Regions from separate parts of the Sus scrofa genome. Here regions 2 and 3 are each linked to region 1. Evidence: chromatin contacts called from public HiChIP or PLAC-seq and promoter capture Hi-C data. All regions are on one chromosome and are shown on one strand. Each heading gives the region's core, a stretch centred on a gene start, on an enhancer-like site or on the middle of the called end of the contact. The rest is flanking DNA. Distances are from core to core; before and after follow the strand shown.

Region 1 (3,732 bases), core at 430-2,929:
AATTTTGGCATATCTGCATTTTCTAGCCTATCTCCACAACATTGTTAATAGCCTTAAATTCAAATTACCTTCCTTTTCCTCTTCTCTTTCACCCCTACAAAAGGAATTAAAGCATAGAGCTTTTAAAACCAAAGCTTGGAGTCAAACTGGTTTACAGATTAAATTATAGTAGCTTCACAGAGTTTTCTAAAATGGCTAAGAAATTTTACCAGTAATCTTACAAGTCCTTGTACAGGAGAACTGAGCAAATATGATTGGCACGCATACACACGAAAACATCACTCCACTGAAAACTGAAATCTTAGTATGTGAGTCATTTTTCTTCACACTGCCATGTGCCTTCTCTAAGTCTGGGGACCACCATCCAGAGAATTTTTGGTAATTTTGGTCCATCTTCTCCACCCAAACTCCATCAGCATTTACGCTAGGTTTTTATCATAACTGTACATACCTCTGCCTTCCTTGTAAAACCATATCTCTCCTCTGTTATCAGCAGGCCTAGCACAATGCCTAGCACATAGTCGGCAACGCAAGGGTTATTGCATAAACTACTATCATCATCCAAATAATAGCTACTGTTGCCAGAGAACTTACTATGTAAATTAAGATGATTGTGGAAACGGATGCAGCTGACAATGGTAACCACTTATAGTTTACCTACATTAACCCAGAGGCTTTCTCAGACCAGACTATCCAATTCAAGATGCACCCCAGTCACCCTGTGGCACATAACCTTACTTTCTCTGAATAGGATTTACTACTGTTTAACATATTCTTGTTTAATTACGCCTCCCTCACTATAATGAAAGCTCCAAGAATACAGTCATTTTGTCTACCTTGTGCTTGGCACACAGAAAGCAAAGAAATGAATCTAAACTTCCCACTTTCTTGGGTGGAAGAGTTGACTTGCACACAATAGACCACAACAAATATGTTTTTAAATTTAGATTTAGATTTCAGGATAACTGTGTTGAATAGCTTATGATTCATAGTGAACTCTGGGAGTGGAATAAAAATAAAACTTTGTTCTCATTCCCCCAAGCACTTACTGACATAGGTGCTGGCATTTTTGCTGCAACAAGAAAGCCACTTCCTCTGACGTAAGGTGCCCCACATGTCTGGGTCTTGCCACATTCTCAGATACAGAAATCAGGATGGCTAGGCTGGCTGGGGCGGTCAGGATTCCAGACGCTCACACTAAGAGAGCAGGGAGTGGAGGGGTCGCGGGACCCCTCTGCTGGGAGTCGACCGTGAATGGGTGTCAGGAGGGTCTCCGCGGATTCTTGCGGCTCCGCAGGGCCGCTCTCAGCCTTGGGGCTCCCCTTCCTATTGCGTTCCGCTTCCTTTACCTCCAATGCCCAGAACGCACCCCCAAGATTCCAGAGGGCGACGTCATTGAGTCCCCTGTCACGTGAGGGATCCTGGCAGGTTAGAGGCCTGGCGAGGTGTTGGACCGCGCCCAGGGCTGTTCTGTCCCAGCCCTGCTTCAGACTACCGCCAGTTCCGGCCTCTCCTACCGCGCCCGCCAGCGTGGGCCCCGCCCACCCCGCCAAGGCCTGGCCCCGCCCCTCCCGCCCGCCGCGGCCCCGCCCATCTTGGCTGTGCTTTGGTCCCGCCCACCTTGCTCCCTCCTGTCCCGTCCCGCCCCGCCCCTTGAAGCCCCATTTATTCCTCCCCGCAACACCTACAAGGCTAGAACCAGCCATCCGTTAGCTGTCGCTGCTGGGCTTCTTCATCTTCCCGCGTCACTGCTGCCGCCATGCCCGGAGGTCTGCTTCTCGGGGACGAGGCTCCCAACTTCGAAGCCAATACTACCATCGGCCGCATCCGTTTCCACGACTTTCTGGGAGACTCGTAAGTGGCCAGTTTGTCGCCCTGCCCTGGGTTACGCCCGGACTCGGAGGTGCCTTCCCCTTTTTCTCCCTTCCGTCCTCCACCGCTTGCCGCCCGCCTCCTCCCGGCACCGGTTCCTGCACGTGCCTTTCCTATGTGCCCTGCCCCGCGGCGACAGATCGCCGCTGAGAGGAGGCGACCCTCTGGTCAGCCATGCGCCCGCCACTTGATCCTCTCCAGCCTCCCGGCCCCCGCATGGCTGGGCTGGCTTTAGAGAGGGGGAGGGGAACAAAATCAGGTCCTGGGAACTGCAGGCCAGTGCAGAGGAGGGTTTGTTGTCTATTTAATTCTGTCTTCTAAACTCTGCAAGTAGCGTGGTTCAGCCGAAACAGGGAGGAGGCAGGAGCCGAGCCTCATCTGCGGTCAGTTCCTGGGACTTGTGCCCAGGGTCTCACCTCCCTCCTTCGGTTCTGGAATTTGCTCCCTGGGGAAAGTGGGTGTCCAAGGCCAAAGTCAGAGGACACTGCTGCTGGCTGAAGGTTCAGGAAGGGCCCAGCGTGTTATCTGAGGGTTCTGCTTGCTGCAGTGGTATTTGCACAAAAAATTTGAAACCACTAGCTTGCCAAGTAAGTAGCTGAAAGACTTTTTACCCTGATCCTGCTCCAGTGGCCACAATATGATTTGATAACAGCTTTGGGAGGATCCCAGAACACTCTGTGTGTGGGTGTGTCCTTCACTCCAGAACCTGCAACACCTTGAGGCAAGGGCTTCCTGAGGTCGTTCAGTTGCAGTGATCCATGGCAGGCACCGGAGCACCCCACCTCCCCAGTTGTAGACCCTTTTGTTTCATAGCTGCGTGCCTCTCACTGCCCCCTCCCCCATCTGCCATGCTTCCAGCAGCACGTAGCCTTGCCGAATCGCTGACCCATGATCTAGCCTGGCAATCATACCACTATGACTTGGAGTACATGGGTGTAACCGTGGTTTTACAGCTCCTGAATAAGCAAACTTTAAGTTTATTACATTTAACATGAAACGGCCCAGATGTGTCTAGTTATGTTTCTGGAGTTCCAGTGGCCCCACTACACTGTGGTCCAAGGCTTTATGACCTTTGCTTTGTACCCTTTTTATATAGTGTCCAGGTATATGTAGTATATACAGAGGGCAAAGTTTATGAGATTAATCAGTGCTTGGACAGACCCATGCAGAGCACCTGGGAGAGATTCTTAAACTTAGTCCTAACCACCCCCCTTTTAAATTCCTTAAATCCATTTTCCAGCCACTGATTAAGGGAAAAGCTAAGTTTTTTGAAAGAGAACTAGGCTAGAAAAAGGATGAGAAATGGAACATTCAGACCTTAAAGACAGGGAAGGGCTTCGGAAATACAGACTATGTCCAGTCTCATACTTGAAATCTAGGTATTAGTATTTCTCCAAGACTCCAAAGGATTTTCAGAGAATGTTTCTTCCCACTCCAATCTACAGCCCTCACCTCCCATAAAACAAAATCTTATCAGAACTCTTGAGTTAAATATATTAAAGATAACTATTAATATAAAGCATATTTACTGTAGCAATATTTATAAATGATGTAGCTATTTAAACTAACCCACTTGGTGGGGGTTAGGGGGAGTATTGTGTATTGGCCTTGACCTTGATTTGATTAATAGCGTGCCTTCTCAGGGAGTCACCAGTAAGAAGAGAAAAATATCTGCATTTATAAACAAATAATATACAAGTCAGTCTCAAACCAGGCAGGGGATAGTACTATTTCCTGCCCTACCCTAAAAATAAGTTTGAGCCTTTTATATCATTATAATGGATTTTTTTTTTCCTAATATAATTTTTCCAAACTCCATTCTTAAGGTGATCTCAATCCAGGTGATCCATTTTTGATCCA
Region 2 (3,732 bases), core at 364-2,863, 430 kb after region 1:
TGGCATCTCTGCACAGCACAGGACCATGCAATTGAATGTTAAATAGTGGAAAGCAGTCTTTTGGATGCATCCAAACAATTTTAATATAAATTTCTGCACACCTTGAGAAATTTTCCCCATTACTTGGAAATGTTCATGATAGAGGCCTTGAGAAATTAAGTTTAGGAGAAATAGTAGCTAACTGCTGAAGTTTTCAAACACCACTATGCAGGGCAACTGTAATGAGGAGCTATCTCTTGATAAGATTAAACCTTCAAAGCAGAACAGTTGCTCCTAGTTTTTGAAAATTATTTAGAGACATAAGAAATTCTAGCCTAGAGACTTCTGTCTCCCAAAGAAACGCTTCACTAGGTCCATTTTATGCTAGTTAACGTTGCTTGTTATGCAGCACATTAATAATTCAAAAACAGTCCCTTTGAAGAAAAGTTCTATTCAAGCATTACAATTTGTCTTCGCGTAGCACTAAGTGGCTTTGTTTCCAGTTTCAGGGACTATTCTGGGATGTCAAGAGTTATATTATTTACTGCTCCAAAAGAGCCCTTGTTTCACTCTCACCCAGGACATAGGCAAAACTGATGTTTAGAGACAATTGATACCCAGAAGTGTTTAAAGAGGATCATCCTTTGGCTCTCTCTAGCTCTCGTCGAAAATCACATCTACCTTGTAGGTTTGTTTTTGTTGCACCAAAAATATTTTTTGAAAGACACCTGCAAACATAACCTTCCTATCACCGCCGGGAAGAAAGACTATCAGGCTCAATCTGCAGTAGCTCCAGGGAAACAGACGTAGTAAAACCCAATGGGCTGAGGAAGGACAGTGCTTAAGGAGCAGAAGGGAGCTCCCGAGGTGCAGGGAAGCAGAGGCGGCGCCTGTTTACAGACGCCTTCACCTTCCCCACCCCCACAGACTGAGGGTCCAAAAAGCATTTCCCGTGCTCACCCGCCTCCCGGCCGAGGCCCTCGGACTAACAGAGAGGCTGAGCAGCCCTGCGGCCCCCTCCCTCAGGCCGGAGCCTCCCTCGACCTCCCTCGTCCAGGGCGGCGTCTGCACCTCCCCACGGCCTACTCACCCCGCCAGGCCCTTCCGGCGGCACGCGGAGGCCTGAGGCCTAAAGGACGCCGGACACTGACAAGGCCCCCCCCACCCCGCCGCCGCCGGCGGGGCCTGAGGCGGGGCGGGCGAACGCTACGGCCGAGGAGCCGAGGGCGGCGGAGGACAGCTTCTACCCCGCCGCGGCTGCCTATTGTTCCCGACCGAGGCCTGGCCGTGGCCGCCCCGCTCCCCACGCCGCCGCCGCCGCCTGCCGCTCGCTCACCGCGCTGATCCGAGCAGCAGCTCCTCTCAGCTCCGAGTCCCCGCGGCCGTTGCCACCGCCGGGGCAGCCACCGCCGCCGCCGCCGCCACCGTCGACTCTGACTCTGTCCCAGGCCGCCGGGCCACGGCCGTCGCTGCTACCGCCAGCGCCGCCTCCGGCTTCCCACCTGCTGCTGCTGAGGCTGCTCCTGCAGCAGGGGCCATCTTGTTGGTCTGCCTCCTCTTCCTCCTCCTCCTCCGCCCCCGCCCGGTCGCTCGTTGTCCTCGCCCCCTTCCTCTTCCTCGGGCTCCGGCCCGCCCCAGAGACTGGGGCGGAGACGAGGGAGAGGCTCCTCCCTCCGAAGGCGGGGCAAGAGGAGGGCGGGGCGGGCGCCGGAGCAAAACTCTGAGTCACCGGCCGCCAACGCCCCGGAGGGAGGGTGGCGACGCTCGCTGCCTGCTTCCGGAGCGCACCCACGCCCTGAGCCGAAAAACTGGTCCACCAGCGCCTTGGAGCCCAGCCGGGCAAGAGGCCAGACAGCGAGGGTGAACTGCAAAATTTCTGAGGTTTCCAGCCAATCCCGTGCTTACCTCTACGCCCTTGGCTTTCTCAGCTCCTCCCTATACTGTTGTTTCTTTTTCACCTCTCTCATCCACCCCAGGAGAATTTGTTCTTATCTCATTTTATCATGGTTCTTGATTAACCAGCTTGGCCCTGGTCACTTTTCTCACAGAGCTCCCAAAGAGTTCAGGCTCCCAACAGGTCTAAACCACCCAAAGGCCAGACATTCACGGCCCCAAAATGTCTCTCCAGACCTGTGTGACCAGTGAAGAGCTGTCTAAGGGAGGACAGAAAAAAATTGGGCCCATAGAAGAGCTCTTGGATCTAAAAGTTAGTCATGCGATATTGAAAATTTCTTCTCTCAAGGAAAACAAGGCATTTTGATTTGGGATAATGGGAGACCACTTCAAGATGATTCAGTTTAGCCAAATACTTGCTTTTAAGAAAGGAGAGAAATGTGAGTTCCCTTGTGGTGCAGCAGGTTAAGGAGCCATCATTGTCACTGAAGTGGCTTGGGTCACTGCTGTGGCGTGGGTTCAATCCCTGGCCCAGGAACTTGTCACATGCAGGAGGGAGAGAGAGAAATGGAATTCTTTTCATACCATACATCCTAACTTCAAAATAAATCATCTGGAAGAGAGGAGAGAGATGGTCCTTAAAAATAAGCACCCAGTCAATATTTCTCTGCATTATCATGTTCTTTTCTTTTTACTTCAGGTCTTGGTCAAGGGAGCAGAAATTTTTGCTTTCCAGTCCTTTCTTCATTGCATATATCACCAATACCAAGAGAAGTACTATATTTAAAGAAGCTCCTGACTTTAAGGTAATAAACCAAATCACTATAAAAGATAGCGTTTTTATATTATTTGTAAATATATCACACACCTTCCTAAACTCTGAGCAGGGAAGTTCTTTTTAGTTGCTAACACCCTCTTGCTACACAGATTTCAGCTTCTTTTCAGAAGATCCATTGATGTCTTTCAACTGATTGGAATTTCCTCTCTTTGAAGTGGGCTAGGTCTCTAAGCATCTCTTCAACCCCTTAAATAGTGGTCGCAGTCCTACAATGAGCAAACTTGTAGCTACCATGGGAGGATTAGGTTAGTGTGTGCTAATCTAAAGTCTATCTCTTGGATAGCCTTTCCCTTCTCCAGCCAGGCCTCAGTCCCCTGCTGGGGAAAACAGATTAATCCGTTCCTCCAGTTTTTCCTCCTCCTCCCTTCTCACTACTAGGGAACCTTCCACAACAGAAGGTTTTAGCGGCTGTTGCTAGGCAAACATGCCAACTTCCCTGTCTAGGTGAAACAAGTAACCCAACTTCATAAATCAACATAGATATTTTAATTTCTTTGAACTATTAATAGTTGCATTTCAATTGGTAGACCTTCTTCACAGTTCCCTTAAAAATATGATTTTTAAGTTAAATTTATTTGTATTTCATAAATATTTCAGTTAAAAATATGTTTAAAATGGAGGAGCATCCCAAAATTCATTTTAATGATGTAATGAAACAGAAACATTTGGCAGGAAAAGGAGAAAAGCAGATTTGAGGAAACAGGGGTTTTCAATAAAAACTAATCTATAAAAGGTCCTTTATATGCTTTGAACTCCCCAGTTAGGCTAAATGTATAAGATACAGAGAATAATTTATCACTTGAGACTAAGTCTATTTAGAAGAAAGATAATATGGTTATTCAGTGAAAAAGAAAAAAAAAGATATTCTGGATTTTATTCCCAAATTAACTAAGAATTTTAGCAAGTGAATTATTAAACTCTTTTTTTCCTCATTTTGCTGTTTAAAATTTTTGCTATGTTATTGTTATATAATAGTTACTATTTTTAGGGTGTTCAGATTTAATATGAATAAGATTAAATAA
Region 3 (3,732 bases), core at 794-3,293, 290 kb after region 1:
CTAAAAAATGCCTGAAATCAGATAGAGCTAATATAAGACCTTCATGTTCAGTCAGTATACGCTTATCATCACACAGGCTGCTCTTCCAAAGCAATACACCTTACGGTAACAAGACAAGGATTTGGCCTTAATGCATTCAGCACTGTCCAAGCACTTCATGGTAGGATTGCTTCACGTGTATTAAAAGGCAGTCCTAAAAACCCATCAGAGGCATTCTGTCATCTTTGCCCAGTCACCAATGTTTAGTTCAATTACAATTTTACTTACCTCTTCACCTTTCAGCTAACTCTGCCTAGCACCTACAAAAATAGAAGTCAGATTAGAAGTGGTACTTTGCTTATGCTATTAGCCAAAGTTTTCCCAACCCAGATACTCAGTCATATGTTAACTCTTTCATGATTCAATCTGTTGAACTATGCAACCATCACAGTATCTGTTTCTTCAGATCCCCGCAAGTTAAGTATAAAACTAAGGTGCAGAATTTCAGGTTTGAAAAGGGGAGCAAAACGCTAATTTAACCATCAACATTGATTTGGTGATTTGTCAACCCCTAAAAATACAAAGAATTGGACAGCACTGGGTATATAGACTTTAAAAAGGTTTCTCACCTTTTTGCCCACAAATACAGTGTTAAGCTTGCGCTTTACAACCTGGGAAGAAACAGTTTCATGTAAGCTTAGGAGCAATTTCTATGTCCTCTAAACCACTGTTTTGTGTGCCTCAGTTAGAATAATGGTGGTAAGGATTCTCGTCATCCTCACTGTCAAGAGTAGCAAATAAAATGTCATCATTATGGCACAAAGGAATTGTCAACCTAACACCCCTGGTGGAGGGAATTTCTATAACTCACCCCAGCAGCGATTCTCATATCCTGGGCGCTTAGCTAGAAAACAAAGGAAATCTAATGAAACATACTGCGTTGCTAAGCTAACCATTAATATCTTAAGAATTTAAGCCTCAGAATTGAATTTTTCAGAAATTCCTTCTGCCCACTACTCTTTAACCATCATAGGCTTAACAAAAAAATCACCTAAGCAGATCCCATTCTTCTCCATTTAGCTGTTTCTTACCTGCCCATCAGAAGCCATCAAAAGCCACATTGCATTCATCCCTAGCACCATTCCTAGAAAAGATTAGGGATTTTCAAAATTAGATTTTTTTCTTTTGTATTTTCTTTTTTGCCACACATGCAGTATAGTGTCTGGGCATTCCTGGTCCGGGGATCGAACCTACGCGGCACAGCAGCAGCCAGAACCACAGCGCAGAGAATGCAGGAGCCTCAACCTGCTAGGCCATCAAAGAACTCCCAAAATTCGTTTTTTCCCCACATCTAATCATTGTCGTCTCCCCATCATGTTTGCAGGTCTTTTACTACACCACTCAAAATTTCACAGGAGCATTCTGAGGGCACTAAAATGCTGCAATGGGGAATGCAGCCATTTAGAGGCTCACGTGGCCTTACTGAGAGACGGGAAGAGGCAAGAGCAGAAGGCATTAACAGAAACCCGCTCGGCAACTCGGCAAGCACCGCCATCAGAGCCGTTGGCATTCATCAAGTCTCAGATGTCCCTACCAACACAGGCTTCATCAGAGGCAGGGCCCCGAGCCGAGGTTTTTCCGCAGTGCGACCCAACAAATCGAATACAAATCAGGCCACGCCGGCCACCCAAGGCGCACTGCTCCACCATTCTTATCTTCTGAGCCCTGCGAAGGCCTGCGACTGGCCTAAAAGGGACTGGCGATTTTAACTGCCAAAAACTGGAGGCCTCAGACCAAGAATTTACTTAAACAAAGAAAACACACTCACCAAGAGCCAACCCGCAGCCTCGAAAGACTGAGATGGCGCCCAGGCGCCAGTATATAAGGACTCTTTTCCGTGACGTCACGACGCATTCTCTCCGCCAGCATCCCTCTCCAGTCTTCCCCCTCCCTCAGTCTCCTCCTCCAACCGTAGCTCCTTTCCGTCCGCTAAGCTCCCCCCTGGCCCCACCTCTTGACCAGCTCCTGCTCGCCGTTGTGGGCGTGGACAGGCCGGCCACGTGACACAGAGCGCCCGCCCTCCTACCGACTGAGGAGGAAAAGAAGAGAGGGGAGGGGGCGCGAGGGACGGAAAGCGCTGGGGGAGGGGGGAGAGGGGCGGTGTAAGGGTGAGTGATTTCCTTCCGGCACGTAGCCCGCTCTGGGGGAGGGGGTGGGGGGTTTCACTTCCGGGACGGTGTTCCGGCCCATTCCGGCCCATTTCCACCCCCGGAGGTAGGTGCTGCTCCTTAACTGGGCTCGGGCCTCGCAAGCGGGTCCTGCTGCCCTGCATTGGGGCCGGTTCGCCTGGTCTCCGCCACAGCGTACTCCTGGGGCGTTCAGCCACTTCCCTCCTACCCCGCCTCAAGGCACCGGGAGACCTTCCACCCTCTTGGCCCCGGGCCGGGCTGAGCTGCCGGACCCGCCCCCTCGGCGAGCCCCTCCCTCAGGACCCCGGGATGGGCGGCCCCCTCCCCCACGGCAGCCCGGACACACCCAGATACACACACCCACCTCTGGGCAGCTCCCCGCCCGCCTACGCCTACCGCCTGGATCGGGTCCCTGGGCGCCGCCCCCTTCCCGGTCCTTTACCCTCACCTGATTGCTCGCTCCCCTGCCCCACGCACGCCTTGCTCCCCTTTTCGCTTCTGGTCCTTGGTGGCATTTCTATCTTCTGCTCGTTTCCCCTTCCCCGTCTCCTAAAGGCGACGAAAGCCACTCAAGTACCAGAGTGGCCAACCCCATGCGGTTCCCTATTCTCCCTCTTTACAGCTGTCACCCCTCCAGTGCCGACGATAGAGAAAGACCTTACTTACTCCAGGGGCTTCCTCCTCACTGGGGAATTGCCGGAAAGAGCAAACAAAAAAGGCGCTGGTGTAGGCTCCAAAATAAACATCTGAATTCATGATGGCATCGACAGAGGCTCTTATTGGATTAAAAGTTTCAAAACAAACCAAAACGCTTTGGAAAAAGGTCAGATTGGCTAAAGTTGGTTCTCAGAAGCTGTGTATACACTTCCTATTTACTGATAAGTCTGTTGTAAATGCGGGGCAATACCGTGAGCTAGTCAGCATAAATTCCTGAAGTTTCAGGTCTTAGGTAACCATGTAATGTCTTCTAAATTTACGGATAAATGGAAACACGTTGAGCTCAAGTCAATGTCTTCTTTATGGGATTTATACAAACTACTCTCAACCAGTGAAGACTATTGGATGCGGTTACAGGCTTAATGGTTCAGCTATTTTAAAAAATCTTTTAATGTAAAAATACTGGCCATACATGATGAATGCTTTGTTACTTGTATTTTATTAACAGCTTTGGGGAACTAAATTTCAGAATCAGAGTGTCGTTACCACCCTGAAATCTCCAACTTTGAATTTAGATAGAGGCAGGTTTACCTACCCTTTCCTAATCCTAAATGTGACCTTCTTCAAGTTCTCTGCATCTTCTTTTCTTTTCTTTTTCTTTTTCTTTTTTTTTTTGGCTGCACCCGCTGGCATATGGAAGTTCTCAAGATGGGGAACAAACCCATGCTACCACAAAGACAACCCTGGATCTTAACATGCTGCACCACAGCAGGAACTTCCAAGTTCTCTGCATTTTGAGTCCTGACACAGCTTGGCATTTTTCCCAACCTAGAGTTTGCCTCCCAGTCCTAAACCCAAATCCTTTTTGTTGGGGCTCTGACTTTTCAGTTTAGAAATAATGGCTTAC

Evidence for each region. Promoter capture Hi-C pulls out the DNA fragments that hold promoters and counts their contacts. HiChIP or PLAC-seq counts read pairs in DNA pulled down with a chosen protein or histone mark.
Region 2: a contact with region 1 is called in an H3K27ac HiChIP or PLAC-seq map of alveolar macrophages. The contact joins the promoter of RC3H1 here to the promoter of PRDX6 in region 1. A contact is called at or near these places in 1 of 5 promoter capture datasets (fetal liver), 3 of 47 Hi-C or Micro-C datasets (alveolar macrophages, heart right ventricle and liver) and 1 of 2 datasets of contacts at active chromatin or transcription factors (alveolar macrophages).
Region 3: a promoter capture Hi-C map of fetal liver shows a contact between it and region 1, with 3 times the contacts expected there. The contact joins the promoter of ZBTB37 here to the promoter of PRDX6 in region 1. A contact is called at or near these places in 2 of 5 promoter capture datasets (fetal liver and liver), 3 of 47 Hi-C or Micro-C datasets (heart right ventricle, mesenteric adipose tissue and skeletal muscle) and 1 of 2 datasets of contacts at active chromatin or transcription factors (alveolar macrophages).

Annotation. Positions count from the first base shown.
Region 1 is chr9:115,855,950-115,859,681 of Sscrofa11.1, forward strand. It overlaps PRDX6 (peroxiredoxin 6), which reads left to right and starts at 1,680. Exons shown (of 5, transcript NM_214408.1): 1 at 1,680-1,854. The coding sequence starts at 1,760. It also overlaps a transcript of TNFSF4 not described here.
Region 2 is chr9:116,290,842-116,294,573 of Sscrofa11.1, forward strand. It overlaps RC3H1 (roquin-1), which reads right to left and starts at 1,614. Exons shown (of 20, transcript XM_005656721.3): 1 at 1,316-1,614.
Region 3 is chr9:116,147,191-116,150,922 of Sscrofa11.1, forward strand. It overlaps ZBTB37 (zinc finger and BTB domain-containing protein 37), which reads left to right and starts at 2,044. Exons shown (of 5, transcript XM_013989614.2): 1 at 2,044-2,147; 2 at 2,791-2,991. It overlaps LOC110255511 (a long non-coding RNA gene), which reads right to left and starts at 1,943. Exons shown (of 11, transcript XR_002335927.1): 1 at 1,808-1,943; 2 at 1,071-1,123; 3 at 609-883; 4 at 268-299.